Linked DNA regions of Mus musculus: all the other regions are linked to region 6. The links are chromatin contacts, called in public HiChIP or PLAC-seq and promoter capture Hi-C maps. All regions are on one chromosome and are shown on one strand. The core of a region is the stretch at or near the end of the contact, and the rest is flanking DNA. Distances in the headings are between cores, read along the strand shown.

Region 1 (3,682 bases), core at 1,103-3,602, 940 kb after region 6:
GACTGTCCCACCTGGGGATCCATCCCATATACAGTTACCAAACCCAGACACTATTGTAGATGCCAACAAGTGCATGCTGAAAGGAGCCTGATATGGCTGTCTCCTGAGAGGCCCTGCCAGAGCCTTACAGAGACAGATGCTCGCAGCCAACCATTGGACTTAGCGTGGGGTCCCCAATAGAAGAAGTTAGAGAAAGGACTAAAGGAGTTGAAGGGGTTTGCAACCCCATAGGAAGAACAACAATATCAACCAACCAGACCCCCCAGAGCTCCCAGGGACTAAGACATCAACAAAGGAGTACACATGGCTCCAGCTGCATATGTGCAGAGGATAGTCTTGTCATGTATCAATGGGAGGAGAGATCCTTGGTCCTATGAAGGCTCAATAGATGCCCCAGTGCAGGGAAATTAAGGACGGGGAGGTGGGAGTGGGTAGGTGGGTATTGGAACACCCTCATAAAAGCAGGGGGAGGGAGGGTGGGATAGGGGGTTTCTGGGAGGTGCAGAAACTGAAAAAGGGGATTAACATTTGAAATGTAAATAACGGAAATATCCAAGAAAAAAAAAGAAAAAGAAAAACTTGAAAAAAATAAAGTAGCCATACAGTAGCCATTTTATTCTGAAATAATAAAATATTCAAGGTGAGGAGTTGAGGAAGGTTCTGATAGACTTTCCTGCCTCCTTGCCTGCTATTCCTAATTCCATTTGTCCATTTCTGCAACATCAAAGTGACACACATGATTAACTGGAAATCCCTTGGAGCAATATTTATTATCAGTGCATCTCATTTTGATAGCATGACCTAGAGCTGAAAGTCAGCATACAATGACGGTGATCTTATTTGGTTTGCTGTAACTGAAACAATACCAGATGGGCAGAAAGCTCAGTTATTCTATTGAAGATTGTGTTCCTAGTGAACTGTCCTACTGTTCAACTTCCATTCAGCCTACACCATTATGTACACCAGAGAGTACCACTCAGCTTCCAGTCCCGGTCCCGGGCGGGCGAAGAGCAGCTTACGTAGAGTGTGTCTGTGAGTTCTTGTTCACAGATGCTGCTGTACTCCAGTCATGCATGATCCCACAGGGGCTGAGGCACTTACACCTGCATCTCTATTAGAAAATGTAGACCATCTCCAGGCCAAGGCTCACTGGCAGCCCTGACCCTGCCGGGGAATGCAGTAATCCACTTCTTAATATAAGGAAAATGGTAGCAGAGAGATCAGCCATACCACCATTCCTTGAATTGGTAAGATGTCACTGTGGATAGAAAGCCAGAAAACCAACAACACACACACACACACACAATTTTTCACCTAAAGTTCTACCAGCTCCTTTGCCCAGCTTCTGCAACTACTTGGTCTTGCAACATTTTTTTAAAAATTTTTTTTATTAGGTATTTTCCTCGTTTACATTTTCAATGCTATCCCAAAGGTCCCCCATATCCAGCCCCCCAATCCCCTACCCACCCACCCCCCCTTTTTGGCCCTGGCATTCCCCTGTACTGGGGCATATAAAGTTTGTGTGTCCAATGGGCCTCTCTTTCCAGTGATGGCCGACTAGGCCGTCTTTTGATACATATGCAGCTAGAGTCAAGAGCTCCGGGGTACTGGTTAGTTCATATTGTTGTTCCACCTATAGGTTTGCAGATCCCTTTAGCTCCTTGGGTACTTTCTCTAGCTCCTCCATTGGGAGCCCTGTGATCCATCCATTAGCTGACTGTGAGCATCCACTTCTGTGTTTGCTAGGCCCCGCAACATTTTTTAATTAACTATTGTATTTTTACCTATATATCAGTTTCACTGTTTTCTCCATTGACGACATCTGGCAAGAGTGGCTTACCGTGACGTGGACACTGATAGGATAGGCAAAGAATGCATCCTTCAACACAAAGATTGTTCTTTAACTCCTAAATCTTTGCAACCACTACTCTGATTCCCTATTCCTGTAATTTACTCTTTCAAGAAACAGAATCATTAAATACATATTCTTTGGTGATTGGACGCTCTTACTCTGGGAAATTCCCTGAAGACTGGAGCAGGATGTATTCACAACTCATTTCTTTTTTTTTTTTTTTTTTTTTTTTTTTTGATTGCCTAGTAGTACAGTGTTTTTGTGCTGATTTGCCTGGATATATTAGTGCTTGTAGAGGATGAGGTACAAAGCAGGAAGGCACCACTTCCCATCTCCCAGCACAGGCTTTCTGCCAGATGCCGGAAGCAAGGAGAGAAACTGGTTTTGCCCACAACTACTGGAGCCCAGCGTGGGGCAGGAACAGGTCAAGGAGACAGTAGGGGAGGGAAGATTGAAGTCCACTGATTGGGAGTTGTGGGGCGGGTTGTTGCCAAGAAGCCGCTAGAGGTCAGTGTGAGGGCGGGGCCGGGTGGGGAAAACGGCCCTGGGCGCAGCGGCAAAGCGTGCAGGCAAGCTCTAGGCATTCTGGCCCTAGACACTGGCTGTGTCACATTGTGCGTGTGTTCCCTCCAGGAGGCAGAGGTAAGAGTCTGTTCACTGCTTCCCTGGGGCATGCGCGTCCTTTCTGCAAGCAACTTTGGGGACTGGGGGAAATGCAGGACTAAAGAGGTCCCTTCCGGTTTTCAGCTTGCATATTAAACTGTAGACCGGTGTTCCCAGGGTGCCTCGCTCCTCAAGCCTTTAAGTATTTGCAGGCGCGTCCACACTGGGTCCAGGTCCTGCTTAACGTGAATGGTTGCGTTTCGCCAGCCCACTCTTGTATAGTGAGCAGTTGTGAGTCTCTGCATATTTTTTTAGCAAAGGGTAAAAATCGAAGTGAGCCAGAGCGAAGTTTGTGCAGGGTGTCTTCCCTTAGCCTGGCAACTGCGGTTTACTCTGCCTTAAAGAACACTGGCTCAAAGGAAGTATCAGCTTCTGTAACCTTAATGTGAAACTATCGGTTTCAGTAACCTGTAATTTCTGGAAATATAAGTAAGGAAGAGACAGAAGACTGAAACTTTGTGACTCGCAGAAGCCTCTAAGGGAGCATGGAGGGTGGGGGAGAGGAGCGCGATTGAGCAAGAGCACTCTAGAAAAAGATAAACTAAGTGAACACAGAAAGCAGGCAGGCAATGCTGTCACTACAGGATAACATGTCAGCTGTTAGAATGACCACCATAGAGCCTGCCTGTGTAGAAAATGATACAGTAAAACTATCAAAATAACTGCTGGATGTTGAGACATAATTATGCTTATCTCTAAATATCGTGAAGTTCTTTTCATGTGGCTTGTAGGTTAACAACCACACCTCCCCCACAAACAACACAACAGCAAAAACAAAACAAGAAAAAACAAACAACAAAACCTTGGTTAACTTACAGTTTCCACCTAAGGCGAGTAACTGAGAGTGAAAAGCCTGTATCAGGAGATTGTATCTATGTTCGAATTTCTTACTCTTCCGAGAGTTAAGTAAGAGGAAATTTCAACCCCATGCACCCAGCCAGCCACACCCAATTGTAATACAAATTTGTAAACTGAGCTGAGTAGCACAGATGAGGCGGTGAGGCTAGGGGTAGAGTGTAGAGTGTGCCTAGCAGCACTGCAAAGTCCGGACTAAGGCAGCTGTGTGCCTACTTGAGGGAAATCTCGGGATGTGTTTTGCTCATCTACAGTAGTCCTGGGAACCTTTGAAAATGTGTATTAACCTTAGAGCTATCTGCCTAAGATCTT
Region 2 (3,594 bases), core at 452-2,951, 880 kb after region 6:
TTAGTCAGCCATCACATACCACACCTAGTCCTAAGCCACACCCAAGAGGAGCAAACATCCTTAGGAATAGTCAAGTCACGAAGCAATTCCCTTCCACATGCACACACACACACACACACACACACACACACACACACAAACTACTAAACTTCACCCAGCATTCCCTCACAATTCTCCTCATGTGTTCCTATGATAAGAAAAGAACATAAAAACTGACTAGGCACTTGGGGATCAGAGACCCCAAAAGTATCAGTTCCTGTAATGCCCCTGATCACCTGACCAGGACTCCAGAAGGGAGCTCAAGAGTCTAATTGCCCTTGATACCTGTGAGGGCAGAACCAAACTCCAGTCCAGAGAGTAAATCCTTCTAGTGAATAGCTATAGAACTAGATCCCTAGATTTTCATGGTTAAAATGAGTTATATTGCTTATAATCCCAGCACTCAGGAGGTAGAAGCAGGTGGATCTCTGATTTCAAGCCCAGCCTGGTCTACAATGTGAGTTCCAGGACAGCCAGGGCTGTTATACAGAGAAACCCTGGGGAGGCAACAAAACCAAAACCAAAAGGGGGGGTTACATCTATTTCCAACTTTACCCCTTGTAACTGGTTTAATGATACCTCTTCAGAGAGAAGAATGTTACAGTAGCCTTAGCCTTCTACACAGCTCTCTGATGAGGCCCATTAAAGAAAAGCTGTTTCAGATCAAGAGAATGAACTCTAGCTATGGGCTGGGTATGTCTAACATTCCAGGCTACTCAAAAACAATCAGTACTAATCAACTGCCTAAGAGACCACACCTCGGAAGGAGATCCAGCTGGTGCCAAGATAAATATATGAGGGTAATAATTATCCCTTGAGAAGATAATGCACTTTCCCTTCCCAAAAGCCCGAATCTGTTATGTCCCTCCCAAGCTGCTGTGAGGCTCTGTTTGCTCTGGCCATCTTTCTGAGTCAAGACCTGGAAAAGCCTTGGTTTTTCTCTTTTTTCTCCCTTTTGTCTCTTACTTTCTGATTCCTGGCCACAGCTTAAAGATGTCTTCCTAGCTCTGTATTCGCTGTCCCTTTTTGCCATTTGGCTGCTTGCTGAACCTTCACCCTCACTCAATTAGCAAGGCCTTGTCTCCTCCTCTACTCCGTCTCAAAACCCTCAGAAGCTGTTCTCTGGCATTTCTTTCAAACTCTAATAAAACCGTGTTCTAGTTTCCTTCTGTGTCTATTCTAAATAAATAAATAAGTAAATAAATAAGGAATCTAAGAACTATTAGAGAAACTCAATTTTCCTAGAGACAAGTGGTCCTCCAAATAGGGCTACCTAAAATTTCCAGTAATATTGAAACCACAAGAATGCTATTTTTCTGTACTTTTAATTCTCAAAACAATTTTAAGAGAAAGGGACATTTCAGGTCTGTTACTAAGGGGCAGAGCAAGCTCAGCACAGCAAGGCTGTGAGTCTGCCAACAAAACAAAGAGAAAGGGAGAGAAAAGATAACTCAATCTAATCTGGAACAGAAATCAGATTAAAACTTTCTGCGTGTCTAGGCAGACACTGGATCCTTAACACTTCGCCTGACAAGAGTTTAGTAGAAAGCATATCAAAGTGATCAGGTCAGCTCCTTACCAGTATCCTTCTTCTTACACTGAGGGCCTCCAAAGACTTGTCGTTTGAGCCTAACTTCACAAAGACCATAACGTCTATAAAAGCAGGTCCAAAACCCTTGACACTCACTCCCAGGCCTCTTCATCCCCACCTCCTCCCACCTCCCCACCCCTGGTCCCCGCCCTCTGAGATTCCAAAGACTGTCTCTCGTGTCATGAGTCCTGGATCTCCAAGTCTGGGCAAGCAGTCACATGTGGATCCGGATCTGGGACACCGACCCCATCGTGAACAAATCAACTCCTCAGTGGGTGCTGAACTGACCAACGCCCCTTGCATCAGAGCCGAAGGCGTGGCCACCAGCTGGCCCAGAACACAAGGAGACTTACTCTCCAGACAGTGTCAAAGAACCACTGCAGCAACTGCATAATTCAAGATGAAACCCCTACCCCTGATCGCAGGTCTCTAGGCCAACGCCACACCCGCTCCTGCCACCCTCGTCCCCAGCGCCCTGTGCCAAAGCCTGCATCAGCCTAGCCTACCCCGACACTAGGTTCACCTGGAGATAGCAAGATGAGCAGAGATCTGAAAGGTACTGGCTGTGCCCAGGGCTACTGGCTGGGTGGAGAGGCAGGTGGAGACTGGAGCTCTGGGCGCTGGCCTATTGTGTTAGGAAATGCAGAGGGCAGGGCTAGGTTACCTGAGCCTAACAATGCAGCAGCCCACCCTTTGTCTCCTGGCCACCCGGTTGCCAATCCAGCTGCGGATTTTTCTGGTCCTGAATGCCTTTTCTAAGAATGCCTTTTCTAACAGCAAGCTCAACAGGAGCTGGAGGCTCTGGGTGGTTTCCTACAGAGGACTAGAGTGTGGTTTCACCAGCCTTCTCATTCTGCATTTGTCAAGTTGATAAATGCATTAGGTGAGTTATAGCAAAGCTCTTATGACCTCATCATTCCACAAACCCCCCACCCACCTCCTAATACTTCACATGAGGGATTGGCTTCATCATGAGTTGTGCTGGAGACACTTAAAGCACAGCACTCCAGGCTCTTATGAGGAAGGCATCTGTTTGCTGAGCCCACAGAGAAAGCAATTGGGTATAACAGGATTCTATTGTCTAGTTATCACTACAGCGTTTCTCAAACTTTGCCTCCAAAACACTGTTTCCCTTCCTGTTTTAAAGGGCCGTCAGCTTGTCTCAAAACAACTAAGACCTTCACAAGGACAGAGGTTCTTCTCAGCCTATGAGCTAACTACCATAACTTCATAGGTAGGCAAAATCCTCTAGAAAAATCACAATCCTGTCTTTTCAGAAAGTTTATGTGTGAGCATCAGCTTTAAGAAATTTTATTATATAGCTGGGTAGTATTGGAAAAATGGTGCCAATGGCTTGCCAGATGTGATGTAATTGTTTCATTTGTTCTACAGACTTACTCTACTTACAGAACCATCCAGGAGCCACTTGGAAGCAGAATAGAGAAGATACAGTTTCTGCCCTCAGCACAGATGGGCTAGCAGATGACATATGTTGTGGTATGTGCAGTACCTGTGCTGAATACAGGGGCAAGAACAAGTAGAAGCAGGAACGGCAGGTTTACCTTTGGGAATATGGACTAAAAGTGATGTCAGAGTCCTTAGCACTAGGACAGAACTGAAGACTCGGGATGAGCTGAGTAAATGACACACAGGAGAGAATGTTCCAACTGTGCAGGCTGGGAAACATGGAAGTGTGCCTATACCACAGGAACCCTATAGCTCATAAGATATCATTAAGTAGGAAGCAATTTAGCTTAGATACTAGACTGTTTTATATTCATGACATCATGCCAGTGGGTTTACACACTTTGGAGCATGTAGCAACATCCTCAGAATTAAGATAGGAAAGCTTGCTTCACAGCAGTGTGGAAGCCTGGCAGGAGTGGGAACCAGGCAGGGAAAACAATGCTGCCAAGTTTTCAGATAAAAATCGCTAACGGGAACCAGACAGGTGCTTACAGAAG
Region 3 (4,023 bases), core at 442-2,941, 530 kb after region 6:
TGCTGTCTAAGCATCAAAACTTGTATTGTATTTAATAAATTAAGGATGCATGGGCCAAAGATTAAGAACAGAAACAGGATAAGATGGGGTAGTAAACTGCACTAGGCAGGGATCCTTCCAGCAATGCTCAAGGGTCTGGGCATGATGCAGGTGCACATAGATTGGATCCCTGAGCTGGAACTGGTGAGATGTTTTTGAGGTACCAGGCTCATTCGCTGTAGCCAGTTGTGACCAGACTTTCTTCTTTACTACATGTAAGCCTTTTAACTTAGCATACAGATCATTATTATAACAACATGTGGGTTCAATCAAGACAGTGAGGGGTGTGGGAGCTTCATAAAGGATCTCAAAAGGAGTAAGACTGAATTGAGAGGAAATATTTCTGGTTCTAAATAGGGCAGGGGGGAGGAACACCACCCAGTCTGTGCCAGTCTCCATGGTTAATTTGTCAAGGTCTCTTTTAGGGTTCTATTCATCCTTTCTACCTGACCTGAATTCTGAGGTCTGTACATACAATGTAATTCCCATTTGACCTGTAATACTTGACCACCCCCTGACTTACTTGGGCAACAAAGGCAAGGCCATTATCTGACCCTATTGCTTTTGGCATTCTGAAACTTGGAAATTTTTTTCAATAATTTTCTTGACGACTATCTGAGCAGTCTCATTTTTACAGTGAAAAGCTTCTATGCATCTCGAGATCATATTCACAAAGGCAAGAAGGTATTTATACCCATATTTTCGTTGGTAAAGTCTACTTGCCATAGATGCCAGGTTTGTCTCCCCGGTACCTTTTCCCTGGATCCACTGTAATGTGGCAGACATTGACATTTTAGCAGGGCACACACTTGTGCAACACCTGCTCCACAAGGTGTTTTAAACCTCATACATGGTACTTAGTCTTGGAGAATGTCTGGATGAGCTTGCTTATCCCTAAGTGCATCTTTTTGAGCATAGACTCTGCTTGTCTTTATGGCAGAATTTTCTTTCCCCTGGAGGTATACCACAGTCTCTTATTTTTGTTGAACTGGTAACTATAATCTTTGGAAATGAGGGTTAAATCCTCTGCTGTATAGGCAAACTTGGGCTCTGTTGCCAGGAGCACCAGCAGGGTCATGGCTGCAACAATTCTTGGTCTGCCATGTTGTCGTCCCTTGCTTTCATGGTATCTGTCTAATGGTGACTAGGACAGTGGATGATGTTTACCTTGGCAGGGTCATGGAGGTCCCTCAGGAGAGCTGGTATTTTCTCATTGTTCTTAATTTCTTTTCCTCCAGTTCTCAGTAGACCCCTCTGTTGATATATGGCCCTATGGACATGGGCTGTGGCCAAAGCATACTTGCTATCCATGTAGACATTGAGTCTTTTTTCTTTTCTTATTTCCAGGACCTTAGTGTGGACGATCAGTTTTGCCTTTTGGGCTAATGTGTCCTCTAGCAGGACCTTTGTCCAGATAACTTGGTGTCTGTCTACCACAACTGCTCCAGCATGTCTCATTTCTTTTTCTAGATAGCTGTTCACATCTGTTAACCAGGTAACATCTGTGCCCTCTAGTGGCTTGTCTGTAGATCTTCATGTCACCTATGTGCCTCAGCAAGAATTTGCTGACAGTCATGTACAGGAGACTCTATGTCTCGTTCTGTGAGCATGGTAACTGAATTTAGACATGCGAGGGTCAGGGAGAAGTGACTCTTTCAGAGTTAAGCAATAGAGTCTGGTAATGAGTCATGTGAGCGTTAGTCAGTCATCAGTCAGGGGGCTAGTGAACCATGCTCTCTAGAATTCTCACAGAATTACCAAATTCTGTCCTAGAGTCAATTTATCTGTGTTCTTGACCAGTAACATCACAACAGCTACTATGCACAGACAAGCAGGCCATCTGTAGCCACAAGGTCTAATTTATTTTGATAAGTATGTGCTGGGAACTAAAATAGGGGGCCCTGGGGAAGAGGGGGAAGGACCCCGTCAGAGTTTTACCTATTCTCTCATCAGTCAGGCATGGAAGGGCTGCTATACACTTACCACTCATCCCCGGGTGAGCATTTAAGCCTCTGACCCACTCTTCGGGGTGGCAAAAGGGCAGCCCTACTGGGAGCCCTAGCTAAAGCCACTGGGGTTATGGGAAAGAGGAATGAGGGAAGTAAGGTTCCCAACACCAGCAAGAGTGAGTGCAGCGGATCTTGACTGGAGCACAGGAAGGCCTTCCATCAAGAGATTAGAAACGGCTCATTAGGAGAAAGCCTATCTCATCCTCCAAGCTCAGTGGGTCTTGATGAGCAGAGACATTCTATGGTTTTAGAGCTTTATTATAGAAAGGCAGGGAGAAAGAGAGAAGGTAGAAGAGAGAGGGGGAAGGTTAGAGAGAAAGAGAGTAAGAGGGAGGGAGGAGAGGACAAAGAGAGAGGAGAGAGGAGAGAAGACAAAGAGTGTCATGGACCGGGCTCAGTCAGCCCCCCTCAATCCATGGGAATCAGTGTCTTGGACAGATGGGCATAGAGTCGGTGAGAATGGGGTACAGACAGAGGCAGACAGGAGAGAATGTGTTGGGTCTGAATGTAATGTCCAAACGAACACCAGGCTTTTTTATACAGAAGAAAAACAAACAAACAAACAAACAAACAAACAAACAACCAGGAGAACACATCTGCCAAGTTACAGTGACACAAAACAAAAGGAATGCATACATCAAAAGATGGAGGGAACCAGGCCACATTTACCACTTAAAATGGTGCCAGGTGAATGCTCTGATGCAATGCTAGTCTATTGTTAAACCCACCATCAGGGGTTCTTTAGTAAATTCCTGATTATGCTATTCCACTGGGCCTAGTGAAGAAACCTGTACCAGGGGAATGCCCTTCCACTAAATCTTTCATGGACAAACCACCTATTTGCTAGGACATTGTGTATTCCTGTGTTTGGGTGCAACTCAGCTATTGTCCTAAGTAATCACTATGCAGATTAGCCCTGAGCTTTTCTAGATCTGTTCTTTGTAATGCTTGATTATTTTCAGGGTTTCTACTAGAAGTGAATTCGAATGTTACTGAATAGGTAACATTCTTACTGCTCCTCAAGCTCACCTTTGACTTCAAGGATTTTCTAGGAACCATTGGAACACTAGTGGAGGCTTAGCTATATGTCAAGAATCAATCCTTAAAGGCACTTATAATAAAACAATACTGAAAGAGAGCATGTGTATCCATACACCAGACTAACAAGGGGACAGGGTTTGTGTATACAGGCTATTGGAATGCCAAGGTTCTAGGAGGCATAGTTTCCTTGAAACTGTTTGCCTCATGACTGCCTTCAGGCCTTTTTGCTTGTCAAGCAGAGTTCTTTGGAGTGGGTGTAGCAAAAGAGAGAGGAGAAAGGGGGTGATTGTGAGGGGTAAGAAGTAAGAAAGTGAGAAGTAAGAGAGTGAGGTGGTGCTGAACAGCCCTTTTATGGTCTTTACTGTTGCTAGGTAACTGGAGAGGAGTTTAGCCTGAAGGTCAGAAGCTTGGAACGTTGCCTATGTGACTTCTAGCCATGCTTCTCTTGTGGGGGCTGTGGGCCACACCAACTTAGGCAGGAGCCAGAGTTCCAGGAGCATGAGGGAACGCCTACCGTGTCATGTAGGTGAATTATTACCCTTCGGGGTTCTGACCTCAGCTCGACTGGAGACCAGCCTGTCTGTGCATACCCCAATTCCCCACAACTCCCCCTCTGTTTTTATAAGAAAAAAAGGGGTGGGTGTCACTGATGTGACTGTGTCAGTGGTGAAAATTTAGAGTGGATGGAAGTATCAGAAAAAAATGTATAGCCTGGAGAAGTAAGAACAAAGCCAGAGTAGTAAAAAGGGTTAAGGGTTAAGAGTTGAGAGTTGAGGGTTGAGAAGGCAAGAGATTGTACAACCAATTATTTGTTCCATGGGTAGTACAAATTGAGGGCGATAGCATCCATTTTGAACATCAATTAATTAATCTAGATAGACATTATGTTTTCCTCACTATCATGTAACTTTCCCCAAAGTTCAGCAGCCATTTG
Region 4 (3,843 bases), core at 256-2,755, 910 kb after region 6:
AGTCTATGCAGTCCAGATTGGGCTCAAACTCTCATTTCTCTGCGTCAGCCTCCTGGGTCCTGGGATTACAGGTATACAGCAACACATCTCAGTTCTCCTTCAATGTTTTCTATCAGATTTTGATTTCTGCTTCATGTTGACTAAAAGTAAAATCCATGTATGAGATGGTATGGGGAGACATGCAGGTATAGGAAGCCAAATAAACTTGGTATATGGAGCCAAGAGTGCCCCAAACACACCCTTTCTGCGTGATGACACAAGCCATATCGGATACAATTACTCAGAGCAGCCTTGAAACACTAGGACACACCCCATGTAAACGGATAACAGCAATCATCCCACAAGCCCCAGCGCCACAGTCCCTGATCACACATACTTTTACCCAAGGTTACTTGATATATTAGATCCAACACCCAACTCCTAAGCCACTGGAGGAAGGAAATGAGCAGCCTCTGGAAAAGACCTATTACAATCAATTGCCTCCCAAGCAGTCAGAAAAATAAGTGCCAAACCTCGCCCAGTTTTCCCTCACTCAGTGTTTCTGACACCATATGAATACTAGCTGTCCATATTTCTGATCCTAATGTGGAGAAAAGACCTAACCTAACGGGAGGAAAGGAGGAAGACCAGGCATGTATCTCAGTAGGAAAGAACTTGCTCAGCATTACAAGGCTCTGGGTCCATCAAAAAGAGGAGGGAGGAAAAAACAAGTTCACATGCCAAGTGCTTCTGGCACAGAAACTGTCAAAAACTTTGCCCATGATTTTCTCCTAACCTGACAGATATCAAATTTGTGAGTTTAGTAGGAGGGAAAACAAACAAACAAACAAACAAACAAAACCCAAAGATCTGGAATTGTTTCTCACAAGTATTTATGTTTGTGGGCCTCCGGGGTGCTTAAGATTTGTCACAAACTTCCCAGCACAGCCTGGGCAGCGCCCCTGGGAGATTCAGGCACACTGGACAGGAAAGGGTCTGAGCACCCAGCCCTTGGTCTCTCTCCCCCACCTCCCAGATCCCAACGCCCGTCCTAGTGCGTCACCAGCCTGCGTCTCTGGAGTCTCCAGGTTCACTCCGGATCGAAGGACATACGTGATCACCTGTAGCCCCGGGGCCCCGCGCAGCAGCCAGGCCGGCTCCGCGCAGCCCCCATCCCTCGCTAGCCGTCGCCTCCAAGGACTCTGGCAGATCTGGGAGGGCGGCGATGTCACCAGATGGCTGGGATCACAAGGCGACTCACTTGGCTGCGTCACGGCCCGCTGAAGCCGCTGTGCAGCAGAGGGAACCCGAGTCAGGTCCACAGGGCTCTCGCCGCGCGCCACACCCGCCTGCGTCCCCAGCTCCCCACCCCCACCCCGCCACCCCACCCCCGCCTCAGCCCACCGAAGAGCATACCCTAGATTCTCCTAGATTCTCGATTTCCGGACTGGTAGCAAGCAGAGAAGAGATGAGGAGGCCCCAACCGCGCCCGAGGCCTTAAATACTTATGGGGGGCGGAGAGTCGGGAGGAGTCTGAAGGCCAGGGTGCGGCCGCTCCCGAGTAGGAAAAGGAAGAGAGTAAGTAAGGCCAGGTGAGTGCCTGCGGACCCACAATCTAGCCTATCCTCTGGCTCTTGGCCACTTTGCCTCAGATTGGGCAGCTGATCTTTCTGGTACTTTCTGGATGCTTTGGCTACCTCCACTTAGCGATGCCAGAAGTGTGCCAGCACTTAGTGGATGGACATACTTGTGACAAAGCAGATCATAAGTTTAAAGTGAGAAAGGAAGAAAAGACTTTTAACTACTGGGGCTGGAGGTAGAGATCTTATTCAGCAGGCACAGAAAAATAAAGAAAGGTGGTCAGTGCCTGTGTCCCAGTGTAGCCTTCTCAGCTTTGGGTAAGCCTTTCCCAGCCATGAAAAGGATGAGCAGTATTCCCAGCCTTCAGCAGGCTAAACAGACCTTATCAACCTGGACACAGACATCTGTCTTGGCTGCAATTGCAGGTACCCATGGGAACTTTAAGGTTTTTGCGCTGACCTTGCTGCTACAACATACTCAAGCTGAAGAAGTGGATGGATTTTGTGGGTTTTTTTTTTCCTTTATAAACACAAAGCTTATTATCAAACTTTGAGCCTTGATCAGAACCTTTGTCTTAGCTTCATCCTTCTCTCACCCCTTTACCTTATTTCTAGCCCCCGTTTCAGGTAAACCCAGTTCAACCATGGCTGCTAGATGGCTACAGATGGACTTGAAAACTGGGGTGGGGGTGAAGGGGGGACTACTGAGAAGTGCTGTCTTGGGTGGAGCGCCACAGAAAACAGAAGAAAAGTGAAAGTATCCATGAAGCACTGTAAGCAACATGCAGCATTAATGCTAGTGCTAGCCATAAATTTTATTTTTTGAAACTGCTGCTGTAAAAAAGTGCTTTCAGGAGGATACAGGCTAGGCTGAAGAAGTGTTGGCCCGACATGGGCTTCGCCTAAGGTGTGGCTGCATAATGGGGCGAGGGAATTCTAAATAGGCATTTGTCCACAGCCAGGAGCTGCTCCAGGTGAAAGGAGTAGGATTTAAAATAAAATAAAAAGAGTAAAAAACAAAAAACAACAACAACCAAAACAGATGTTAGAAAAATTCTTAGCTCAAGTACATTTATGTTGTCCTTAATTCCCAGAAATAGGAATGGTAAATATATAAGTAAAAGAATTAGTCACGTTGAAGAGAAATTGGGAAAGTTAGAAAAGCAGGGCGCTGGAGAACAACTATCGGTAGCTACCACTGTGCCTCTTCTCTCTTTGGCAGAATTCCCAGAAGGAGATAAAGAGTGAGGCCTTGAACACGAGAGAGAGAAAAAGAGAATAGGTTTCAGAAATGGAGTTGTCCCCTGTCCAGGACGCTTTAGCACAAGAGAAGGAAAATAGATATAAGATATTTCAGAGCTCTCCTAGGGACAGGAAGAAATTGGTCCTGCTTCCTCTCTGGCTCCTGTTGGAGATATACTTAGTTCTGGTTAGGATATCTGGGTCCCTTTGAAACATCAAGTTCTATTCCCTCTCTGTCTATCGTCTGTGCACCATTTATCCATATGTCTGTCTACTTATGTTTGTTTTTGTTTTGTTGTTTGAATGATTGTTGTTCTGTGTTTCATGTTGGAAAAAAAAGGTTAAAACTTTATCTGCTGGCTGTCCATCCTTTGATTTAATTTAACTTGTTTAAAAGGCAGTCTCAATTTGCATAGCAGAAACTGATAAGCTACACTGCACTGTTCCTGGGAGTCAAGCACAGCTGGAAAAGCCCTACTAGAGGCTGATTATCTACACAAGTCACTCTTAAAGGGACCAACAGCTTTTTGCTTGTAACAGAAAGTCAGCTTAAAATTGGCAACTCAGGGTTGGAGTCATTCTAAATGACACTTGGCATGAACCAACCCAGGAAAACAGATCTTTAAAGATACTTCTAAATTGGGATAATATTTTATGTAATTCTTATCCTAGAAACTAGACTTATAGAGGATAGTATTTAAGACAATGTCTCTTTAATATGTATTAAAAGTTGCACTGTCATGCATTCATATATAAGAACTGGCAGCCAAACTTTGTACGTGAAAGTAATGCTCTTGGTATTGACTTTAAAGAGAATGGTGGTTTAAAACAAGGTTTTGTTTTACAAAATTATGGGCATGCTCTAATATTACAAAAGAAAATTTAAAATATAGTTAAACTGCCAATGTTCCATTAGCTACAGTTTACAATTCAATCACAAGATCAAGATGTTAACTCATCCATAATTGTGATTAAGAAAAAAATCAAGCAAGTGGAGACGAATAAAGGATATTATAAAATAGTAGCTTTGAAGGATTGTTTC
Region 5 (4,097 bases), core at 1,581-4,080, 970 kb after region 6:
CAGGGCTACACAGAGAAACCCTGTCTCGAAAAACAAACAAACAAAAAAAATCATAATAATAATAATAAATAAATAAAGTCTTTAGGCTACTTAATATACACATGGAACCAAGATCAGACTGCCTATGCACATAATGTAACTTGTGGCCTGACCCTCACTGTGTTGGCATCTGGATAAAACAAAACAACACTCCTCATAGATACTGACTAGCATACAGCCTTGCATATTATGATTACCAAAATATCCAAATGCAATACAAAATTATTTGGCATTCAAGGTGCCATTAAGTCTCAACTTGCACAGGGAGGGGAAAAAAAAGATGCTAACCCAGATATTAGGTAGGCATTACTCATCTCTGAACAATAGTTCTGGGTCCTTTCTAGTATTTGTACAGAAGAATATACTCACATGGCAGACTTTAAAACAAAAATTTCACATTCACTGTAGCAGTTATAAAAATGCTACTATAGAATATCCTTGTCCTTTCAAGATGTGATTTAGGCAGTGACTTAAAAAAATTAAGGTGCGTGGAGCATAAGAGAAAGACAAGTATGGCAAAATGTTCTCTCTCCCTCTCCCTCTCTCTCGTTAACTTGTAATTTACGTTAAGCCTAGTAAGATGTTAACAGCAATAAAAACTAGCAATATACTGGAAAGGGACATTATTAGCTTCCCTATCCTGAGGTATCAAGTTTAAGAATGGCCAGCAACACAGGTCTTCAGTTTACAGATCCATACAAAAGTTTTCAGTCTCTATAAATTTCCCAGTCCAGTTCCTCCCCCCAAAATCTACTATCTTTCTATCTTCCTTTCTATCTTTTTAGTTCTGCCTCTCTAGAGCACCCAGTCGGGACATGCCATGACAGGTATCTATGGGACTATAGTCAGATCCAACAGTTTCAGGTTGGAAAAAAAAAAAGTCCCCTATGCTTTGCTTATATACCCCACTTCTCTGCAATCTCGTGGCAACCACTGGCCTTTCATAACTTTTTCTCACTGAGGACGTCATCTTTGAAGTCATACACTGTAACTTAGTTTTTTAAGATTGATTTTTTTTTTCTTAGAAAACACAAGAACACACCAAATTCTTTTTTTTTTTAATTCTATAATTGATTTTAGTGCTAGGTAGTAGTCCATTGTGGTAGATTTACTAGAGCTATTGAAATGTAACTTATTTGCTTTCAAGTTTTGGCAATTATGAAAAGCTGCTGCAAAAGTTAAATACAGTAATGGGAGAGATGGCTCAGTAGTTGTTCTTGCAGAGGACCTGGGTCTTGGCACTCATATGGTGACTCACAACTATCCATAACTCCAATTCCAAGAGATCCCATGCCCTCTTCTGACCTCCATGGACGCCAGGCATGCAAGTGGTGCACAAACGTGCAATCAAAGCACTCAGACATATCAAATAAACCTTTAAATTTTTCAGATACAGGAGCTGGAAGTGTGAGTCAGCTGTTAAAAGCACATACTGCTCTTGCAGAGGACCCCAAGTTTGGTTCCCAGACTCACACCAGACAGTTCACCTGTAAACTCTAACTTCAGGGGACCTGATACCTTTCTGTGGCCTCTAGGAGAATCTGCACTCTATTATATACACACTCGTAAATAAAACAAACAAAAAACTTAAGGAAAAACAATGTACAGGAACCTGAAGAAGATAGCTCATGGTTCCTTCAGCAAAGTGCTTTCCATGGCAACATATGGATCTGAGTTCAATCCCCAGCACTCATACAGAAACAAACAAACAAAACTGGCCATGGAGACACCCCTGGTGCCTCTTGCCTTGGCCAGACAGCTTAGTCCATTCCACAAGCAAAAGGTAAAAGTAATACCTTGTATGGAAAAGAAAAAGATGCATTGTAAGAAGGAGCTAACTGGAGGTGGGCTCCTGGCCTCCCATATGTGGAGTTTTATACACACACACACACACACACACACACACCCAATCCCACCCGGAAAGAACTCCAAACAAACAAACAAACAAAAAACCCAACTTAAGTACATGTGTTTATACACTAGATGTATGTTCATTTGGGTACATACCTGTATGTGAAACTGATAAATCATACAGTAACCATAAAGGTTTTGCATTCTTTGCAGGAATGTATGTGATTTTCAGTTAGTGTACGTTTTTGTTAACATCGGTGAATGTTTGGGATTTGGGGGCATTTTATGTGTACTCTACATCAAAGTTGAGTTCCCCTAATGTCCTTTGACATTGAGCATCTTTTTAATGCTTATTTGTATGGTGAGGTATCTGGTAAAATGGCTGTGAATTTTCTTAAAGTGGTCGTGTGTATGGTTTAATAAGACTCCTTTATCGTGTCTTTTGTGGCCCTCTCTCTGTCTTGTCATATTTATCTTTTGACAATAAGGGATCACTGGACTATCGTGCAACTTTCTTCTTAATGACACCTGCAGCAACACAGTTTCTGCTTGGGGTTTCAACTACTATTTTCGAGGGCTACAAATTAATCACGTTTCTTCCTCGACAGGCTGCTGTGGTGGACGAACGATAATTTACCAGTGGTTCTGTCACCGTGTCACCTCTGAACCCACAAAGCTTGCAAAGGCCACTGTCGCACACAGCGCTATCTAGCGGGCCAAGCGGTCTCCGCCCTGACATATAGCAGCTATGACCGCCGTATTATTTTTTTTAAGGGCTCTCTCAGAACTCGCTCAGAAAGCAAGGCAAAAGTGCCATTCCTTCCGCCCGCGGGCCTCCGGGATGGTCGTGCTGCGAACCTGGCATGCTCAGTAGAGCTCAATGCCCAGCTGGGAGGCTGGCGCTCGCCCGTGCACACAGCCCCGGGGCGTGAGCAGAGGCGGAGACAGGGGCGGCCGCAGCCTAGCACCACCCCAGTAGTCCTTAGAGGAGGACCAGCGGCCCCCGGAACGGCCTCGGGAGCGCGGGTGTCGGTGCCGCTCACCTCCCGGGAGTCCAGCGGCGGTGCGGACCCGCGGAGGTGCGAGCTGGACGCGGCGGGAGGCGGCAGGCTGTGGGGGACCTGCGAGTGGCTGGGCGCCACTTCAGCACCGAACTCCGACCGGTCCTCGTCAGGGCCCAGGGCCGTCCCGGCCGGGCAGCCACGGCGAGGCGCCGCTCCTGACGTCCACCGCCCGTCCTTCCTCACCTAGGCCGGGGTACTTGGCCGCGGGAAGGCCTCTGAGGTAAGTCAGCGCGGGGGTCGAGGCCAGGGGCGCCGCCGCTAGTTTCCTCAGAAGCTGGTTTCCCGGAAGGGGCGGAGGCCGCGCGATTTCTGCGCGTGGACCGGAGGGCGGGGCTCGTTGTTTCCGGAAGCCGGGTGGCGGGCGGGACTTCAAACGTTCCCGGAAATCGAAAAGCGCGGAACTTGCTGTCATCTAGCGGGAGGTTGGACTCTTCTTGAGGTCGTTTTAGCTCAAGTCGAGACTGAAGGTGCGCCGTAGCCATGGTTACAGAGTGACTATGGAACGATTATTTTGGTAGGAATGACAGCTTCTTGAAGCTTTAGGACCCCAACAAGACTACCTAAATGTAACCTATCAACCCTGGACCTACCAGCTCTTTAAAAGGGTCTATTCCTGTTGTCTTGGGGCAGCAGGTGGCAGAGCAGTCGGTAGCTTTCATCGTTATTTTTGAGGTGAGCTGGCAAATCAGGAGTGATCTACGACCTCAACGAGAGACCAGTGTCAAACATCCAAGGCTTCTCTGGTCCTCAGTAGCATTTGCATTTATGGGTTGCTGCAGACCTTTTCTGAGTTGTGAAAAAGATAAGCCACATCCTCCTCACCTAAGCGTTGGACAGAGCCCACTGAGGATGGATGGTGCAGCCCAGGGTGACTCATTCTTTGTGTCTTGCAGATCATTTGATTTTCTTGCTCTTTTACTTTGTGCAAAGAGTTGAAGCTGTTTTAATCAAGAAATTCCACAAAAGACCTTTAGGAAAGTATTCTTTCTTAACACATGAAGACTCGATGGTAGAGTGAACTTTGGGATGCAATGACTTAATTGTGTAATTCTGTAGCCCCTGGAAAGATACTACTAAGGCTTGTGAGAAAGGTGAACTATCACAGCTGTATTGTATGTAGAAATATACTAGTCTTATTGAAAA
Region 6 (3,707 bases), core at 89-2,588:
ATAGCTGTGCTCACTCCCTGCTGGGTGAGGGGTTAGCAGACTCTTGTGGAAAATGGAGCTGAGCAGAGAAGATGAGCACTCTGGAGAAATCCAAAATGCACCCCAGTGGGCTTCAGGGAGGAAGAGTTGGGAGAAAAGCTCCCATCCATAGGTTATACGGAGAGCACGTGGAGTGGAAAGCTTTATCTAGACTGAGTGCACCACAGAGGTTGAAACTGTGTGAGCTCTCAGGCTCAACCAAACCAAAATTTGATATTGTCTAGGAGAAGTAAATGAATGATCCTGTAGACAGGATGAGCCTTTCCTGGGTCTGTGAAGTCCTCCTAATGTTCCTATTTCCTAGCAAGACTTCTTTCTGCCTGGAAGTTCTGCTTATGAGTTTGCCCTCATATAGCCTCATTCTTTGTAGTTTTAAAAGCTTGTCCTTAAATAACTAAACAAAGAAATACTGGCTCTCTATTAGCTATAAAGGAGATTGAGAGTTTCTCAGCAACTTTGTAAGATGTAACATCTGAGAGCCACCAAAGCCATACATGAAGCTACTGCTGAGTCACTGCAGCCATGCTCTCCTTGAGAGCCCTGCATGCTTGGGTGTGTCTCATTCTCTGTTTTCCTACTTTTCTTCCCTTTGTGTTTTACTCATTTTAAATATATTTGTGTTTGCTTCTCAATAAATCCAACTCCATCTCACACTGTCTCTTCATGAAATTTCTTTCTGTGCCAAATTCAAGAATGGTGGACTCACTTGAGTTGAGATTTCTGGACACAATCCAACTCCTACAGATGGCATCGAGTAGCAAGACTGTTCTCTGTGCCCCAGTCACAGCCACCTTGGACACTTAAGGCTGAGCCTCTGAAACATCAGGTTAGTAATAGAATACCACATACATGAGCACATATTCTGTTCACAAGAAATGCTCATGACTGAGGAGAAAAGCATGAAATGCATTAGTATTTGACAGGAGAGTAGGACTAGTGTTTAAGAAATTGGCTTTGAGCTGGGTAGTGGTGGCACACACCTTTAATCCCAGAACTTCGGACACAGAGACAGGCAGATTTCTGAGTTTGAGGCCAGCCTGGTCTGTAGAGTGAGATTCCCAGGACAGCTAGGGCTACACAGAGAAAGGGTGACTTGATTAAAAACAAAACAAGAAGAACAAACAAACAAACAAACAAAAGGAAACGGGCTTTGATACTGCGCACCCTCCATATCCCCCATGCCCCACCCCAAACCAAGAATGCTATCCAGCAATGATTCTCTTTGTCACACAGCAAAAACTCCTGCTATTTTCCCTTCCTCTAAGGGCCCACCCAGTTTTTTTTTCCCCAACCCTCACCAGTCCTCTTCTTGCAAAGGATAGAGCTGGAGGCAGCCTATCTCTCTGTAGGTGGCCAGAGGCACTAAACAGGAAGTCCCTGCCCTGAAGTGAATGAATAAAAGGCTCAGCTGAATCTGGAAGGCTGCTGTGTTAAGCTATAGGGGACATCCAGGCTGAAAAAGCTACATTGAGCAGCAGCTACTCAGGTAGGTTTTTTGCCTGGCTCAGATTGGGGTTGTGGGACCTCCATAAGTCAGTTTTAGAATACAAAGGCTGAATCCAGGAGGGAAACTCAGGAATATTAAGTTAGGGAAAGAGAGAGCTGGGAGCTGGTGTGTGATGGGTATTTTAAAAAGGAGACTCCAAGAGGAACCCCAGCTGGCCAAGTGTCAGGGAGGCTGATCCTGGGGACTGGGACCTAGGCTGTGTTGGCTCCTCTTCTACTAGTCAGGTTAGGGGCTGCAAGGTGTTAGCAGCCTCTTCACAGGCCTCCTTCCGTGCTTCTTCTCAGTACCTACAATTGGCAATTTGACTGCCTTAGCCTTCTCTCCTCCTTTCTTACAAAAGTGAACTCTTTTAAATCAGGTCCTTTTAAACATCTGGAGGTCTCTAGTCCAAATTTGAGCACTGCTCATTGCCATTTATAAAACAGTTCACTCCATGCTGACAGTAATCATGTCTTTGATGAATTTATCTGAGTAATCCCTTTATCTGACGCTGCTTCCAGGTGCTTACTCTTAGGGTGTCAGACATCTCCCTTAACTTCACAGAGATCCAGAATATGGACGATGGTGGACAGCAATCAGTAAGAGAAAGGTGACACTTAAGAGTAATGAGCAGACCCGGGGTGGGGCAGCTGCACTAGGGTAGGACAGCAGAGGCCCTGAGGCTGTCCTGTTCCAATGAAGTTGGAAGGGGGAGGAGTTTGAACTCAGTGACAGGGATGGGGTAGGAGAACTTCTAGGTGAAGTAAACAGCACTTCAAGGACTCAGAAGCAACTTTAAAGTGACCTAAGGGTAGGCAGGAATGCAGGAGGAGGGGCAAGCTGGGTTAGATGAGAGGACCACCTTGAGGGTAATTCATTTGATATAATGCAGCCCCACCTTTCCCTCAGAGCCCTGGGAGACTTCAGGGGAGGACCCAGAGGATCTAAGTATACTCCCAGGATGCTGTGTCCCTCTGTCTGAAGAGTAGGAAGAAGCATGGGTTGAGGTGTCCTGAGACTCCCGAGGCTTTTGATCTGTATTTTAGCACAGTACCATGCACTCTGAAACAGACTTCCAGGGTTCAAGAGTCATATGACAGTGAGAGCACAGTCATGGAATGCACAGTGACTCAGACCTGGGTTAAGGCATCTGGAGCAGTGACGTAGTCTGGGTCAAGCTGTCCATTTATCTGGAAGCTGAGGCATGCTCAAGAGAAAAGCAGCCTGGGTGTCTGCAGAGGATACAAGGTCTCCTGAGCAGTCACTGCAGGGGAATGCTCCCTGCTACACAACAGAGTTGATAACACCAGCCTGTTTTGGGGTGTCATTCAGCATCTCAGAGTCTTTCCTGTCTAACTGCAAATGGGCACTGTCTCATGAGATATCTGGGTATCTCAGGAGACTTATTCACAGGCAGAGTCCAGAATGCAGAGTTGCTGAAGGCAGGCTAGAAGACCTAGATGCTCCTGTCTGTTTTCTTCCTTGCTTCCTCTTCTCTTCCTCCTTCTCTTTAGCCAAAGCTCAACATTCTTCAGAAGATATGTATGTGTGTGTATGGAAGGAGACTAGAGCCAGCCTCTCTCTGCTGTGTCCTGGGTTTGTTTCTGATGATCTTTCCTTTCTTTTCCTTTCTCTGTAGATGAGAAAGAAGGTAGTATGGTCTGCTGCCATGGCCACACTTCCTAATAACTTTAAAAATGGATAGACTGTGAACTAGAACGAATTTTTGAAATTCAATTTAAAGTACTTATGATCTTGGAATATTAATCAGAAGTAGAGTCCCAAGTTTCCCTGCTTCCGACCAATGAACCTTCACCTCTGTGTTGAGTCCCATATCTCCTTTCCCTCCAGACTCTGCATCATGAGTACTCTGTCTGAAGCAAATGGCACCTTTGCCATCCATCTATTGAAGATGTTATGTCAAAGCAACCCTTCCAAAAATGTATGTTTTTCTCCTGTGAGCATCTCCTCTGCTCTAGCTATGGTCCTCCTGGGTGCAAAGGAGCAGACCGCAGTCCAGATATCTCAGGTATGTTCTCTGTCATAACCCTACCCATGTCACATGCATAAGAACTGCTGATAAGGGACAGTAGGAATGTGCACACACTGTTTTATGGAGCAAGGGCTAAAGAGGAAGGGGAGAGTCTCCTCCAGTAAGACTTCTTTAAGGGCAATGAGATTT

The links. Promoter capture Hi-C pulls out the DNA fragments that hold promoters and counts their contacts. HiChIP or PLAC-seq counts read pairs in DNA pulled down with a chosen protein or histone mark.
Region 1: an H3K27ac HiChIP or PLAC-seq map of embryonic stem cells shows a contact between it and region 6, with 3 times the contacts expected there. The contact joins the promoter of Nqo2 here to the promoter of Serpinb9b in region 6. A contact is called at or near these places in 7 of 39 promoter capture datasets (the 3T3-L1 cell line, 3T3-L1-derived adipocytes, the SN4741 cell line and 3 more) and 1 of 115 datasets of contacts at active chromatin or transcription factors (embryonic stem cells).
Region 2: a contact with region 6 is called in an H3K27ac HiChIP or PLAC-seq map of embryonic stem cells, with 4 times the contacts expected there. The contact joins the promoter of Serpinb6c here to the promoter of Serpinb9b in region 6. A contact is called at or near these places in 13 of 39 promoter capture datasets (the 3T3-L1 cell line, 3T3-L1-derived adipocytes, cranial neural crest and 8 more), 1 of 484 Hi-C or Micro-C datasets (the AML12 cell line), 3 of 115 datasets of contacts at active chromatin or transcription factors (differentiating embryonic stem cells, embryonic stem cells and extraembryonic endoderm stem cells) and 1 of 9 other capture datasets (embryonic stem cells).
Region 3: an H3K27ac HiChIP or PLAC-seq map of embryonic stem cells shows a contact between it and region 6, with 4 times the contacts expected there. The contact joins the enhancer-like site here to the promoter of Serpinb9b in region 6. A contact is called at or near these places in 2 of 39 promoter capture datasets (both in the 3T3-L1 cell line), 1 of 15 datasets of contacts at CTCF or cohesin (large pre-B cells) and 1 of 115 datasets of contacts at active chromatin or transcription factors (embryonic stem cells).
Region 4: a contact with region 6 is called in a promoter capture Hi-C map of embryonic stem cells, with 3 times the contacts expected there. The contact joins the promoter of 1110046J04Rik here to the promoter of Serpinb9b in region 6. A contact is called at or near these places in 2 of 39 promoter capture datasets (cranial neural crest and embryonic stem cells), 6 of 115 datasets of contacts at active chromatin or transcription factors (the 230-238 cell line, embryonic stem cells, extraembryonic endoderm stem cells and 3 more) and 1 of 9 other capture datasets (macrophages).
Region 5: an H3K27ac HiChIP or PLAC-seq map of extraembryonic endoderm stem cells shows a contact between it and region 6, with 5 times the contacts expected there. The contact joins the promoter of Ripk1 here to the promoter of Serpinb9b in region 6. A contact is called at or near these places in 4 of 39 promoter capture datasets (the 3T3-L1 cell line, embryonic stem cells and stem cell-derived epiblast-like cells), 1 of 15 datasets of contacts at CTCF or cohesin (large pre-B cells) and 2 of 115 datasets of contacts at active chromatin or transcription factors (extraembryonic endoderm stem cells and large pre-B cells).

The regions. Positions count from the first base shown.
Region 1 is chr13:33,962,307-33,965,988 of GRCm38.p6, forward strand. Nqo2 (N-ribosyldihydronicotinamide quinone reductase 2) reads left to right here and starts at 2,353. Exons shown (of 7, transcript NM_001163241.1): 1 at 2,353-2,494. It also overlaps a transcript of Serpinb6a not described here.
Region 2 is chr13:33,903,490-33,907,083 of GRCm38.p6, forward strand. It overlaps Serpinb6c (serine (or cysteine) peptidase inhibitor, clade B, member 6c), which reads right to left and starts at 1,702. Exons shown (of 7, transcript NM_001382852.1): 1 at 1,619-1,702.
Region 3 is chr13:33,560,195-33,564,217 of GRCm38.p6, forward strand. It overlaps Gm6093 (predicted gene 6093), which reads right to left. Exons shown (of 3, transcript NR_131141.1): 3 at 2,292-4,023. Among named protein-coding and RNA genes, the nearest start is that of Gm6093, 7.1 kb to the right of the region's middle. Within about 2 kb of position 1,692, at least 34 of the 459 cell types and tissues checked have an H3K27ac peak or open chromatin away from gene starts, as enhancers often do.
Region 4 is chr13:33,934,527-33,938,369 of GRCm38.p6, forward strand. 1110046J04Rik (RIKEN cDNA 1110046J04 gene) reads left to right here and starts at 1,506. Exons shown (of 5, transcript NR_040707.1): 1 at 1,506-1,571. It overlaps Serpinb6a (serine (or cysteine) peptidase inhibitor, clade B, member 6a), which reads right to left and starts at 1,557. Exons shown (of 7, transcript NM_009254.3): 1 at 1,396-1,557.
Region 5 is chr13:33,999,533-34,003,629 of GRCm38.p6, forward strand. It overlaps Ripk1 (receptor (TNFRSF)-interacting serine-threonine kinase 1), which reads left to right and starts at 2,831. Exons shown (of 11, transcript NM_001359997.1): 1 at 2,831-3,174. It also overlaps a transcript of Serpinb6a not described here.
Region 6 is chr13:33,026,076-33,029,782 of GRCm38.p6, forward strand. Serpinb9b (serine (or cysteine) peptidase inhibitor, clade B, member 9b) reads left to right here and starts at 1,339. Exons shown (of 7, transcript NM_011452.3): 1 at 1,339-1,525; 2 at 3,377-3,554. The coding sequence starts at 3,387.